Regions from separate parts of the Salvelinus alpinus genome. Here region 1 is linked to region 2. Evidence: chromatin contacts called from public Hi-C data. All regions are on one chromosome and are shown on one strand. The core of a region is the stretch at or near the end of the contact, and the rest is flanking DNA. Distances in the headings are between cores, read along the strand shown.

Region 1 (6,201 bases), core at 645-3,144, 150 kb before region 2:
TTCTTCTGACACAGCATCTGAGCTATACCCTACCTTCTCTCCCTAACCCACGTCATCTACATTCACGCCTTAGCTTCCACCTAGTCATGCATGCTAATAAATGCTGTAACTCGGGGCAGTGAGTGTCTACAGTCTGCCTATGCCATCAAACATGCATAAGTAACAGATGTATCTTTGATGTATTCATTTTGCCAGGCCTCTGTCTGTGACTCTGTGCTTGTATCTGTGCCTTACGGGCGATCGTATAGCTGGAGAGAGGCGTCATTGCGTGCTCTGACATAGAGGCAGGGGAGCAAACAGCATGTACACAACCTTGGATTTTCAAGTGATTTATAGTCATCCCGGAGAGCAAGTTGACGTTTAGCACTGTAGGTACTTCTTAAAATGTCCATAGGCAATGACACATGGTCGTATTGCATCGAGGAAAGCACTGGAAAACTCATAAATGAATAAAACTATCAGACTCAGCTGAGCAGAGCAGGAGATTCATACCCTGTTTATGACTTTGTTACAGCCATCAAATTGGATACAGGTCGGATCCGTTCCAATGATGACATCGTTTTATGAAGGACAAAGGAAAGCCCCTTGTGAACTGGCATCCTCTCACGTGAGTCCATAACCCTGTAATCGCAGCGAACCTCCCACCAACACAAACTGTCTTTGTACTGTACACACACTGGCGAATAGACACACACACACACACACACACACACACACACACACACACACACACACACACACACACACACACACACACACACACACACACACTCCTCTGGATTTCCTTTTTCCTCCAAGCAGCTAGCCCAAACTCTTTCCTGGCCCTATTGTAGAGGCTGTCACTTCCACATGTGTGCTGGCTATTAACAACAAGAGACGGTCTGCCTAAAAGCATCCCTTTCCTGACTAGCGGGGTCACAAGCTGTCTCAGTCCCACAGAAACACAGGACACACCTCACTCAACTATTTCCTTAATCCCATTCCCTACTAACCCCTTAACCTTAATCGCTATTAACCACTATGAAGTATTCTTCTTTACATAGAAAACAACAGCTCATTAAATAAAGCTATTTGCAAGTTGTATAATTATGGCCATGTGTTGTTGAATAAATAGGCTACAACAAGAGTCAAACATCACCAAGTGCAGCTGGACAGAGAAAAAAAGATTCATTTTGAGAACCTAGCTAACACCCAATAGAACGTTTGTATTTAAAAGATTTGGCGTCATGAACCATGACATTCCAGACTTCATAGCCAATGAAAGTAGACTTAGTTTGAAGTGAGAGTGGATTATTTGTAAACTGCCTTGAATGGCAGTAGTTGAATAGAAGTTCAACGCAGTAGCGGCTAACAAACGCGCCATGCGCTGTTTCCGTAGCATTGTCATGACAACAGTGTGTACGCAGAGCTACTGGCCTTTGAAAACAATACACACACTAAAACCCCGAATAAATTACTTATGTAATTAGTTGCTTGGTCTAAAACATTGGAGCATAGGCTACATTTGAAATGTATAAAAAGTTAATCATAACCCGGAGCTCTGGATTGTCAAACAAAGGCAGAACAAGTGCACTGTCTTTCAAAGCGACAAGCGCAAAAATAATGTGTTCCAATCCCATTTCATCACATTCACATACCTTCTTCACAAAGAAGTCTTCCAATCCAAAGTGGCTAACTCCAGTCCAGACCGTTTTAGAATGTTCGTTTATTTAGGCTACTTTACAGTCAAATAAAGTCAAATAAATATCCACTGCAGAATAGCTGTCCTATTACTCCAAAAAAGTACACTTACCATGGCACTAAGAGACATGTGAAAATCAACTCGAACTTTCTCCGCCCAGTTTCTCTCATTCATTATTCTTCAGCCCGCGTTTCATCCCTGAAAGGATTGCTCGCTCCGCCTCACTTCACTAGAACTCCGCCGGAACGTTTCCCAACACACATGGGCCCTTTGATACATTATCGAAAACCCTTATTTTAAGAAAATATGTTTAATTTTAAGTTTGTTTTAATTGCCCACTTGATAACGGTGCCATTTCTAGTATTGAGAAAGATAAATCAAATAAATCAAAGGGTTTTAGGACCAGTTCAAAACGTAATACAGTACAATTAATGTAGAATGAATACTATAGTCCCTGTTCAATCTCTCTCATGACACACTTTAAAATCATAACTCTGACGAACATAATCCTTGAACCCTCCGCGGTTCAAACACATGGAGTGACACCAGCATTAGAGATTATCCGTGCTCACAAATTCTTTCACGTGCTATGCAAAAGGTTTTGTGCATTTAAGCTTTAGGCCCTACATTGCGGTAAAATAAAAGTAGTTTATACAAGGCATGTCTTTGGTTAAATATGTTATTAGCCCTTTCACAGATTTTAGCAAATGTTGATGGCGTAGAAAACGCCTGCAATAATTATATGTATAAACTGTTTATTGATGTTAGTTGTCCTCTAAGAAATTGTAAAAACATATACATAATACTAATAATAATTATTTTCTTTTGGCCTATTTCTTTATTCGGGCAGTCAGACATTAAAATGAAATATTATCCTACGATTGCTGAAACAAAATCCCCTGTTGGCATCAGTCCACTCTACACGAAGGGAGATTACTTTTTTTTTTAAAGGCCATGAAAAAAAAATGTGTATATGAGTTCAAAGACTGTCATCATAAAGGAGACTTCAAAGGTCTATAATTTACATCTAGTGAATGATAACATTATTACTTTATGATATTAGGCTATTCATTCATGCCTAGCCTACAGCCAGGGACGTTGACATTACCATTTTAAAGAGATATCTACCAACTCGGATTAGCTGAGATGAATTTGAGACCCTGATATGCGTGGAACGCGCTCAAGGCTTGGCATGGATGTTGACCCTATATCTATTAATAATTGGGGGGGGGGGGGGGGGGTGTATCTTGCTATTACATGTTTATTAATCCAAATGCTAGAACTGAAGTTAGTTCTGGTGAGAAAAAAATGTTATTCTATTCTATATGCGTCAACTGAGTTGGGAAAAGCCTTGTATTTCTTAAATATAACATCTGTTAGTTTTGTTAGTTTTGTTCGAATGGTGCACGTAAGTAAGTGCCACTAGATGACAGCATATGTCTGCAAAAATAATAAGAATAGGTGGGACAGTTATTATGGCCTTGTTTGTGAGACCCTGTGATTTTCATATAACATGCAATGAAATGGAAAATTAACAATGCACTGAATAAGATATTCCAAAAGATTCGATATTTGACTGGTATTTGTAAAACATGTGTTTTATGTGTTTCTGTCAGTGTTGGGGAAGCTACGCTGAAAATATAGTTTACCAAGCTACTATTACATCACACTGGAAGAAGTTGAACTACATTAAAGCTACCCTCAAGAAAAATATAGTTTACTTAACTAAAGTTACTTTGGAAAAGTAGTTCACTAAATCCAAACTACTTTATGATAAATTATCATATCTAAATCTGAAATGTCATACTCTACGAATTGCAAGAACAGATCAACTCTGGTGTATGTTAACAGAATGTGTAATTTGGCCTTTTAAACAAAATAACTGTTTCAAGTGAGAACTAGGCAGGTATGATGCCGAAAAAGAAAGGACATTCTTGCCTACAACAATATTTTATTTTAGCAAAATAAGTAGTGTGTAGGATACTTCCAGTAGTTAGTGTGTAGGCTAGTTCTAGTAGTTAGCTACACCGCTACATGTTAAAAAAGTAATTAACTACTGAAAACACTACCTAGATTTAAATTTAGTTCAACTACCACTAAGCTACTGCAAAATTGAGTTTATTTTATTTATTTAACCAGGCAAGTCAGTTACAAACAAATTCCTATTTACAATGATGGTCTACCCGGCCGAACCCTCCCCTAACCCGGACGATGCTGGGCCAGATCATGGCCAGTTGTCAAACCAGGGTCTGTAGTGACAACTCTAGCACTGAGATGCCGTGCCTTAGAGTGCTGCGCCACTCAGGAGCCCCAATTACTAGTTGTAGTTCACTCCTCCCCAACACTGGTTTCTGTGGGGTTTTGTTTGTTTGTGATGTTTTGTGTGCCTATTGATAGAAGGGTGTGTAAACTGTTGTAGCCTAATACATTAGATGTAGGCTACCTGTAACCAATATATAATTATTATTATTTTCAATTCTAAAACAAGAATACCTTAAGTCATTATGCATAACGTGCTCAATACAATAATACAATATGTATTAAACAACGTCAGAAAATAATACAGTGGTATTTTAATAAAGTGTCAAATTCAAATGATGACGACATTTGTGTAAAAAAAAGGGGAACGGATATCCTACTTATTAGAGTTGCGATGTACCAAGGGAAACGTAGTTATTTTGGTCATATTCCCGAATGAACTCTACGCATACTGAACGTAGAAACACAATTAAACTGATTTAAGTCTACGAAGAAAACGTACGTTTATTTTGCTTTGGCTCCTTGGAGATTCCCCTTCCTGGTGTTTTTGAGGTAACGTACATGATGACTGTATTCAATACCTAACTCGATGGAGTGGAACGAGAAATTAGATATTAGCTAGTAAAACAAATAGCTCAAGGATGCACTGGAGTGAGGCAGTAACGGTGAACAATGTATTCAGCAGCTAACGCAGATCAAACTGCAATTTCGGATAGAACTTAACATTTGGCTGCTAACAGAGAAAAGTTAGTACGTTCGACAATCAAGAAAGGAGCAGCTTGTCCTTAACCTTACATCACCAGCTACGTGTTTTGAGGTAAGAATCCTTTCGACCTAGATTGTATAATCATAAATGGACTCAAACCTTTGACAATGTCGATTATGCCAATCTATATTCGTGGTTGTCTTTGTTTACAATTGTCCCCCGGCTTTCTTGTCTCCCGCTGTCCCGCGTCATCCTATGGGTTGACTATGCAATGATTTCTTGCCCATACATTGTAGCTAATTTAGCTGTCACGCTGTGCTGCTTTTATAAACTTTGTTGCAAGTTATTTTATTTCCCCGTGGTAGGAACGTGATGGTAGTTGGACTAGCCATTGCTCTCCAGCTGAACCTAAGCAACATATGATATGCTTTGACTGTCTGTCTGCCCCTGTATGGCTAGTCTAGCCCATTCATAGACGCGAACTACCCTTAGCGCCTATTTACATTTAACATTTAAGTCATTTAGCAGACGCTCTTATCCAGAGCGACTTACAAATTGGTGAAGGTATTTTCTTCTCGTAAAGTACTTTAAGTAAAAATACTTGAATGTACCACTTAAGTCGTTTTTTTTGTATTTGTACTATAAATTCATATTTGTGACTACTTTTAACTTTTACTTCATTAACTTACATTCCTAGAGAAAATGATGTACTTTTTACTCCATACATTTCCCTGACACCCAAAAGTACTTGTTATATTTTGCATGCTTAGCAGGGCAGGAAAATGGTCCAATTCACGCACTTGTCCGGAGAACATCCCAGGTCAACCCTTCTGCCTCTGATCTGACAGACTCACTAAACACAAATGCTTCGTTTGTAAATGACCTCTGAGTGTTCGAGTGTGCCCCTGGCTGTCCGTAAATTAAATTAAATGGTGCTGTCTGGTTTGCTTAATACATGGAATTTAAATTATTTTTACTTTAAGTTTTGATGCTTAAGTATATTTTAACAATTACATTTAATTTCGATTCTAAAGTAGACTATATTTAAAACCAAATAGTTTTAGACTTTTACTCGAGTAGTATTTTACTGGGTGACTTTCCCTTTTACTCAAGTCATTTTCTATGAAGGTATCTTTACTTTTACTCCAGTATGACAATTGGGTACTTTTTCAACCACTGCACACAGTGTATGGATCTGTAAAATTTGCTACAGTAAGTGTATCTTTTTTTTATTTAAAAGATTCTTTCTTGCTGAAATGAAAGATAAAGGCCATATATTTCGAAAATTGTTTCGCAAGCGATGATTATTGACGTTTCTTAACGTAATTGCAGTTTACAATTTTTCCAGCTATGGCTAGGCTAGCTTACCATAGAGTAGAGTAGAATCAAACTGATTCCTAAATGCTAAATAGAACCGACATGGCCTAAGGAAGAAACGTTGCCAAATAAATGTATGTAATGCTTTTCCAATCTATAAGTGTCTTACTCTTTCAAACTGGTGTTTGAAGACTGCACCATAGCCATATTTTATCTACTGAAAACCGCTTTCTGTTTG
Region 2 (6,142 bases), core at 1,564-4,063:
CAATACTTTGGTTCTGAAAGTTCATGACCTTTGATCACATGGTTGTTGTAAAGGTCATGCAGTTGACATATAGCAAAGGTTATGGACAGTGGCGGTGTCATAAAACCTAAGGGTCAAACAGGGAAATCAAATCAAATCAAATGTATTTATATAGCCCTTCTTAAATCAGCTGATATCTCAAAGTGCTGTACAGAAACCAAGACTAAAACCCCAAACAGCAAGCAATGCAGGTGCAGAAGCCCGGTGGCTAGGAAAAACTCCCTAGAAAGGCCAAAACCTAGGAAGAAACCTAGAGAGGAACCAGGCTATGAGGGGTGGCCAGTCCTCTTCTGGCTGGGCCGGGTGGAGATTATAACAGAACATGGCCAAGATGTTCAAATGTTCATAAATGACCAGCATGGTCAAATAATAATAATCACAGTAGTTGTCGAGGGTGCAACAAGTCAGCACCCCAGGAGTAAATGTCAGTTGGCTTTTCATAGCCGATCATTAAGAGTATCTCTACCGCTCCTGCTGTCTCTAGAGAGTTGAAAACAGCAGTTCTGGGACAGGTAGCACGTCCAGTGAACAGGTCAGGGTTCCGTAGTCGCACGCAGAACAGTTGAAACTGGAGCAGCAGCACGGCCAGGTGGACTGGGGACAGCAAGGAGTCATCATGCCAGGTAGTCCTGAGGCATGGTCCTAGGGCTCAGGTCCTCCGAGAAAGAGAAAGAAAGAGAGAATTAGAAAGAGCATACTTAAATTCACACAGGACACCGGATAAAATAGGAGAAGTACTCCAGATATAACAGACTGACCCTAGCCCCCCGACACATAAACTACTGCAGCATAAATACTGGAGGCTGAGACAGGAGGGGTCAGGAGACACTGTGGCCCCATCCGATGATACCCCCGGACAGGGCCAAACAGGCAGGATATAACCCCACCCACTTAGCCCAAGCACAGCCCCCACACCACTAGAGGGATATCTTTAACCACCAACTTACCATCCTGAGACAAGGCCGAGTATAGCCCACAAAGATCTCCGCCACGGCACAACCCAAGGGGGGGCGCCAACCCAGACAGGAAGATCACGTCAGTGACTCAACCCACTCAAGTGGCGCACCCCTCCTAGGGACGGCATGGAAGAGCACCAGTAAGCCAGTGACTCAGCCCCTGTAATAGGGTTAGAGGCATAGAATCGCAGTGGAGAGAGGGGAACCGGCCAGGCAGAGACAGCAAGGGCGGTTCGTTGCTCCAGAGCCGTTGGAAATGGTTCCAATAGTTTTTCCAACATTAATTTTCCCCATAAGGGATTTTAGAATCGCTTAAAATAAGGGCTGTGTTTCGTGTAGGCTTACCCTGTCGTGACGTTTTGATAATCATGTAAATCTCTCTCGGACAAGGTGACTTTTATCAATATATTTGGATCTATTTACTCTCAGATTTAAAAAAATGCTAATTTGCATCAAAGTTAAAATCATGCAAAACTACAAATCCCGGCAAGCTCCTGCACATCATCTCTAGCTGACACCTTTCCTAACAGGTATTGTGTCAATGTAAAATTTGCACAAGACAGTTCTCAGAACTGTCCATTTAAAGAAATTTTGCCAATGTATTAATTACTACATTTAGCTAACATTAGATAGTTAATCGAGAGATTCTTACATTTGCCTTGATTCGGCAGTCTCGTCCAGATCATCATGGCATTTGTAGTTCTTTATGATAGCCACATTAGCAGCTAATTAGCATTTCATTTTGAGTGGCTAAATACAGGTGAATATATTGATAAAAGCTACCTTGTCCTAGAGAGATTTACACAGTTATCAAAACGTCATGCCCGGGTAAGCCTACACGAAACACAGCCCTTATTTTACGTGTTTCTAAAATCCCCTAAATGTACGGTGGGGAAATGATTGGAACCATTTCCCTGTCTGACCTCTAGGTTTTATGGGTATTATGACAAATTCTCTAAAACGACTTGAGGCGGCTTATGGTAGAAAAATGAACATTCAATTATCTGCAACAGCTCTGGTGGACATTCCTGCAGTCATCATGCCAATTGGACGCTCCCTCAAAACTGAAGGCAAACAACTTCTCTGGTAGAAAATGGCCTATGTGGGATCGATATTAGTCAAACGTTTATTCTAGTGTCAAAATGTACTACAAAGTGTAAATAGGATCATGTTTGTCATAAAGTCAGTCTCATCCAAAATTGAGATTTGCAAGATAATTAGGAAAAAATATGTATTTTGCTGAATAAAGGGTACCATACAGTGGTACTCTATCCTGACAAGATACATGTCTTGATAAATTTGATTTGATTTGTCTCTCCGCCCTAACAATGGGAGTCGTTGTTCGCAAAGCGGCATGGCAGGCTGTCTAGCTCCCGCCTATCCTTTCTTTGGATTGCTGGATACATCTCATTATTGTAAACCTTTTTTGAATATTCGAAGAGGGTTGTTGACGACAACCGCCTGCATTCAATGGAGAGATGCTGTGCTACTAGCCCCATGTCATGAATATGCATAGCAAACTCCAATATAAAGTGTTTTTTGTCCTACTTATATCAGTACACTCGTAAGAATTACGAAACTTATGTTCAATCAAATAAACCTCACGTAGCAAATAAGCCATACATTTTTTTGTTGACCAAATTCGACTTTCATTGACCCCCGTTAAAAAACTCCTTGCTTGGTGGGGAAAAACAACGAAAAAACGCCATCTGCTGGAGGGAGATAGATTTTCCACCGAGTTGGGTCTTCCTTTTCCTCTATGCATGTAGTCGCAATTCGGAAAATGTTTATACCCATAATGCAACACATTTTGAAATGCAGTGACCAACGTTGGTCAACGTCATGACAAAAGTGATCCGCTCGAACGCGCCCAATGACTTTGCCTTCGGGTATACTATGAAACGAAATTTCGCTTCCTGGGCTGCTTTCATCAAATTGGTCAGACCCAACCTTGCTTAGCTAGACGCGTGATGTGAGCCTCAGTTGTTGCGGAAAGGCAATCAGACCAACCCTGACTTTGATGATACGGAATCAATTAGCACATATTAAAAACGTGTATCATTTACACCCATTATTCCTCTGAATTGCATGAGCATATATAATTTGATGACATGTTGTCAAAGAGTGTATTCTGTTAGACGTATTTTCACTGAAGCCTACCTCGCGGGTTTCCGTCGTCTACATCATGACGTCAGCATAAAAACAAACTTGCTAGCTCCTGTCAGCTCTGTCGTGACAGCTCAATGGGAAAAGCAAATCAATTAGAATTGAAATCGAAAGATACTGGCACATCAACCGCCTGTATGTGAAATTCCTTTGAGAAGGTGAGGTTACATATGTTTCTGTTGTGTAGAGCTAGTAGTAGATAAATAACCGCATATTTGAGGTATGCTAGCCGTTAGCAAGCTAACCATCTAACGTTAGTTGGCTAGCGTTAGTTGTTTATTCGCGGGGGGTTGTTGTGAGGTTTGCAGGGATTTGGACGTTGCAATGTACTATACATTTGCCATAATTTCGAGTTCAGTCAACCGCAAACTCATGGTGGGGAAAGTCCACTCTAGCTAGCTTTAAGATTAGTTAGCTAGCTAAATTACCTTCTTAGCTAACCACCGTTGCTAGCCCTTGACCATGACTCACAGTTCCATTACAGTACATTTCACATAAATAATTGGACGAAGGCGTCTTCTGTAGGGTGACGTTTTGTTAAGAGCAGCGACGCTCGGTCTGAACATTAACAGTACGATTTTGGAAGCATAAATACATTATCTTTGACATCGGCGAGAAATCATTTTATAAAATAATGTTAAATCAAAAGGTTAAGTTGATACACACCTTTATAGGGTTATGGTTCCCACACGGGCACATTTCCATGTTATACAGCTCTTGTTTACGGGAAACAGACAGAAGACAGTGGGCAGACAAACTGTGCTAATTACTGTAACTACCTGCGTCTCGGAACACCTGCGTGTAAACGGTAGACACAAACGTGTTGTCACTGAAAAATACTATGTGCTGGAACTGTGTTAAATCCGGTTAAAACGATGTTCAGACAGTGTGTATTTATTTGTTAAATGATTTTGATGTGATATGAAAGTAGAGCGATTTATGTTTCTAGAACCGTACCGCAATTGAGTATTTTACTGTTTTGGCTTCCTTGGCGTAAGGAGTAATGTTTGGCTCCTTTAGTCCAATATTAGGTTAGTTAACTACCTTATTTTTTCATTGCGACGTGGACCAACGTTAGAAAGCATAGCTAACGTTATAGTCTTGACCTAGCTAACTTTCGTGACTTGACACGGTTATGTTGCTCAATTTATGAGTTGCCACAGCGACTGCACCTCATCAGAAGCGCTCGATGCAGTGCAGGTGCATTGCAGCAGCAAGGCATTGACTGTTACATGACGCTGCCCATCTTTCGTTTGTAGTTGGTGAGAAGACAAAGAACAGACGGCCTGGCCATTCTTTCACCTGACAGCTAGCCAGCCGGAGAGACGGGGAACAGGATAGGGAAGCAGCGCGGAGCAGGCGCCGCGGAGCCACCTGAGAAGATGGCAGGCAGCCCGGAGAAGAGTTCCACGGCACAGGAGCTGAAGGAACAGGGCAACCGACTGTTCCTCTGCCGCAAGTACCAGGAGGCTGCCACCTGCTACAGCAAAGCCATCGTGAGTAGCGAGCTACCTCCCTTTCTGCCGGATGATGTAGTAGTAGCTGACATGGCTAGACTTGTCCGCATGCTTTGAAAGGGTATGACATAAGATATTGACACTGACTTATTCACCTATTTTGAATGGATTCATGTACGTATAGAAAGTAGCCTATACGCTGGACTGATGCACCCTTACAACAGTAGCCTGTGCAATATGTTTGTGTTTTGTGTGTATCCTGCCAACAGAACCGTAACCCGTTGGTGGCGGTGTACTACACCAACCGGGCTCTGTGCCACTTGAAGCTGCAGCAGCATGACAAAGCCCTGGCGGACTGCAAGCACGCGCTGGAGATGGACCCCCAGTCGGTCAAGGCCCACTTCTTCCTGGGCCAGTGTCACCTGGAGCTGGAGAACTACGACGAGGCCATCGGCAACCTGCAGAGAGGTCAGGATCAACCCTCAAGGCCAGTTTCCCGGACACAGATTAAGCCTGGGTCTTCACAAAGTCAGAGTAGCAGTACCAATATAGGCTCAGTTTGTCTTTTAAAGTTAATAAATATGATTATATGGCCCCCTCAGTATTGCAACACAACATTGATGTGCATTTTTGTTTTGAGTGCTAGTTAGAATGCTATGTGCTGCAATTTAACTAAACCTCAGAGGTGCCGAGTACTGTGTAATGATACTAAACTGAAATTGTTTTGATTGTTGTAGTGCAACTAAAATGTTCTCTTGTATAATGCTAAGATCTGTAGATGGGAAAATAGGCCGCCTAACAGTTTTAAGCTTTTACTTTCAATGGAGAACATTAATGATGTCTGGACCCGTTCTGTGGGCAGCTTACAACCTGGCCAAGGAGCAAAGGCTGAACTTTGGCGACGACATCCCAAGTGCCCTGCGGCTCGCCAAAAAGAAACGCTGGAACAGCATCGAGGAGAAGCGCATCAACCAGGAGAACGAGCTGCTTGCCTATCTCACCAAACTCATCCTGGCTGAGAAGGAAAGGTGAGGGAGGGACCTGGAGCAACGCTCTTAGACTGAGACTCATACTAGTGTATGAGCAAAACGCCTGCACTGATATTCCATTTCCTATGGGGAAGCATACAAGTTCATTGCGTATGAGTTCATTGCCAGAACCCCCTTGAATGACATTAAATGAGTTGCTACATATCCTGCCCAGTGTTCTACACATGCGTAATCATGTGTGATAATAAAATTGTTGAGATGTTGGTGCAAATCTTGGGGAATAAGTCGGGTTAATGCATTAGAATTTGCGGGTGCGTTTTCTGTCCCAATCTTAGTGAATGATTAAGGAAATGCTACGTCTTTATATTTTTCTCAGGGAAGTGGCGGATTGCCGGGAAAACAAAGAGGCGGACAATCCGAGTGGCAGTGACGTCGTCAAGATCAAATCGAAACATGTAAGTTATGTCTATATCCTCCTATGTCAATATACAGGGACCAGTTGCTTTTAAAGTATTGAGCACTGGTGTCGTGTAAC

The links. Hi-C and Micro-C count contacts between places; a contact is called where the count stands out from the background.
Region 1: a contact with region 2 is called in a Hi-C map of red muscle, with 4 times the contacts expected there. The contact joins the promoter of ankfn1b here to the promoter of LOC139570395 in region 2. A contact is called at or near these places in 2 of 3 Hi-C or Micro-C datasets (muscle and red muscle).

Annotation. Positions count from the first base shown.
Region 1 is chr3:24,710,806-24,717,006 of SLU_Salpinus.1, reverse strand. It overlaps ankfn1b (ankyrin repeat and fibronectin type III domain containing 1b), which reads right to left and starts at 1,894. Exons shown (of 24, transcript XM_071392239.1): 1 at 1,793-1,894. capn15 (calpain 15) reads left to right here and starts at 4,476. Exons shown (of 12, transcript XM_071392231.1): 1 at 4,476-4,757.
Region 2 is chr3:24,562,390-24,568,531 of SLU_Salpinus.1, reverse strand. It overlaps LOC139570395 (E3 ubiquitin-protein ligase CHIP-like), which reads left to right and starts at 2,813. Exons shown (of 8, transcript XM_071392234.1): 1 at 2,813-3,319; 2 at 4,421-4,657; 3 at 4,888-5,086; 4 at 5,481-5,646; 5 at 5,984-6,062. The coding sequence starts at 4,544.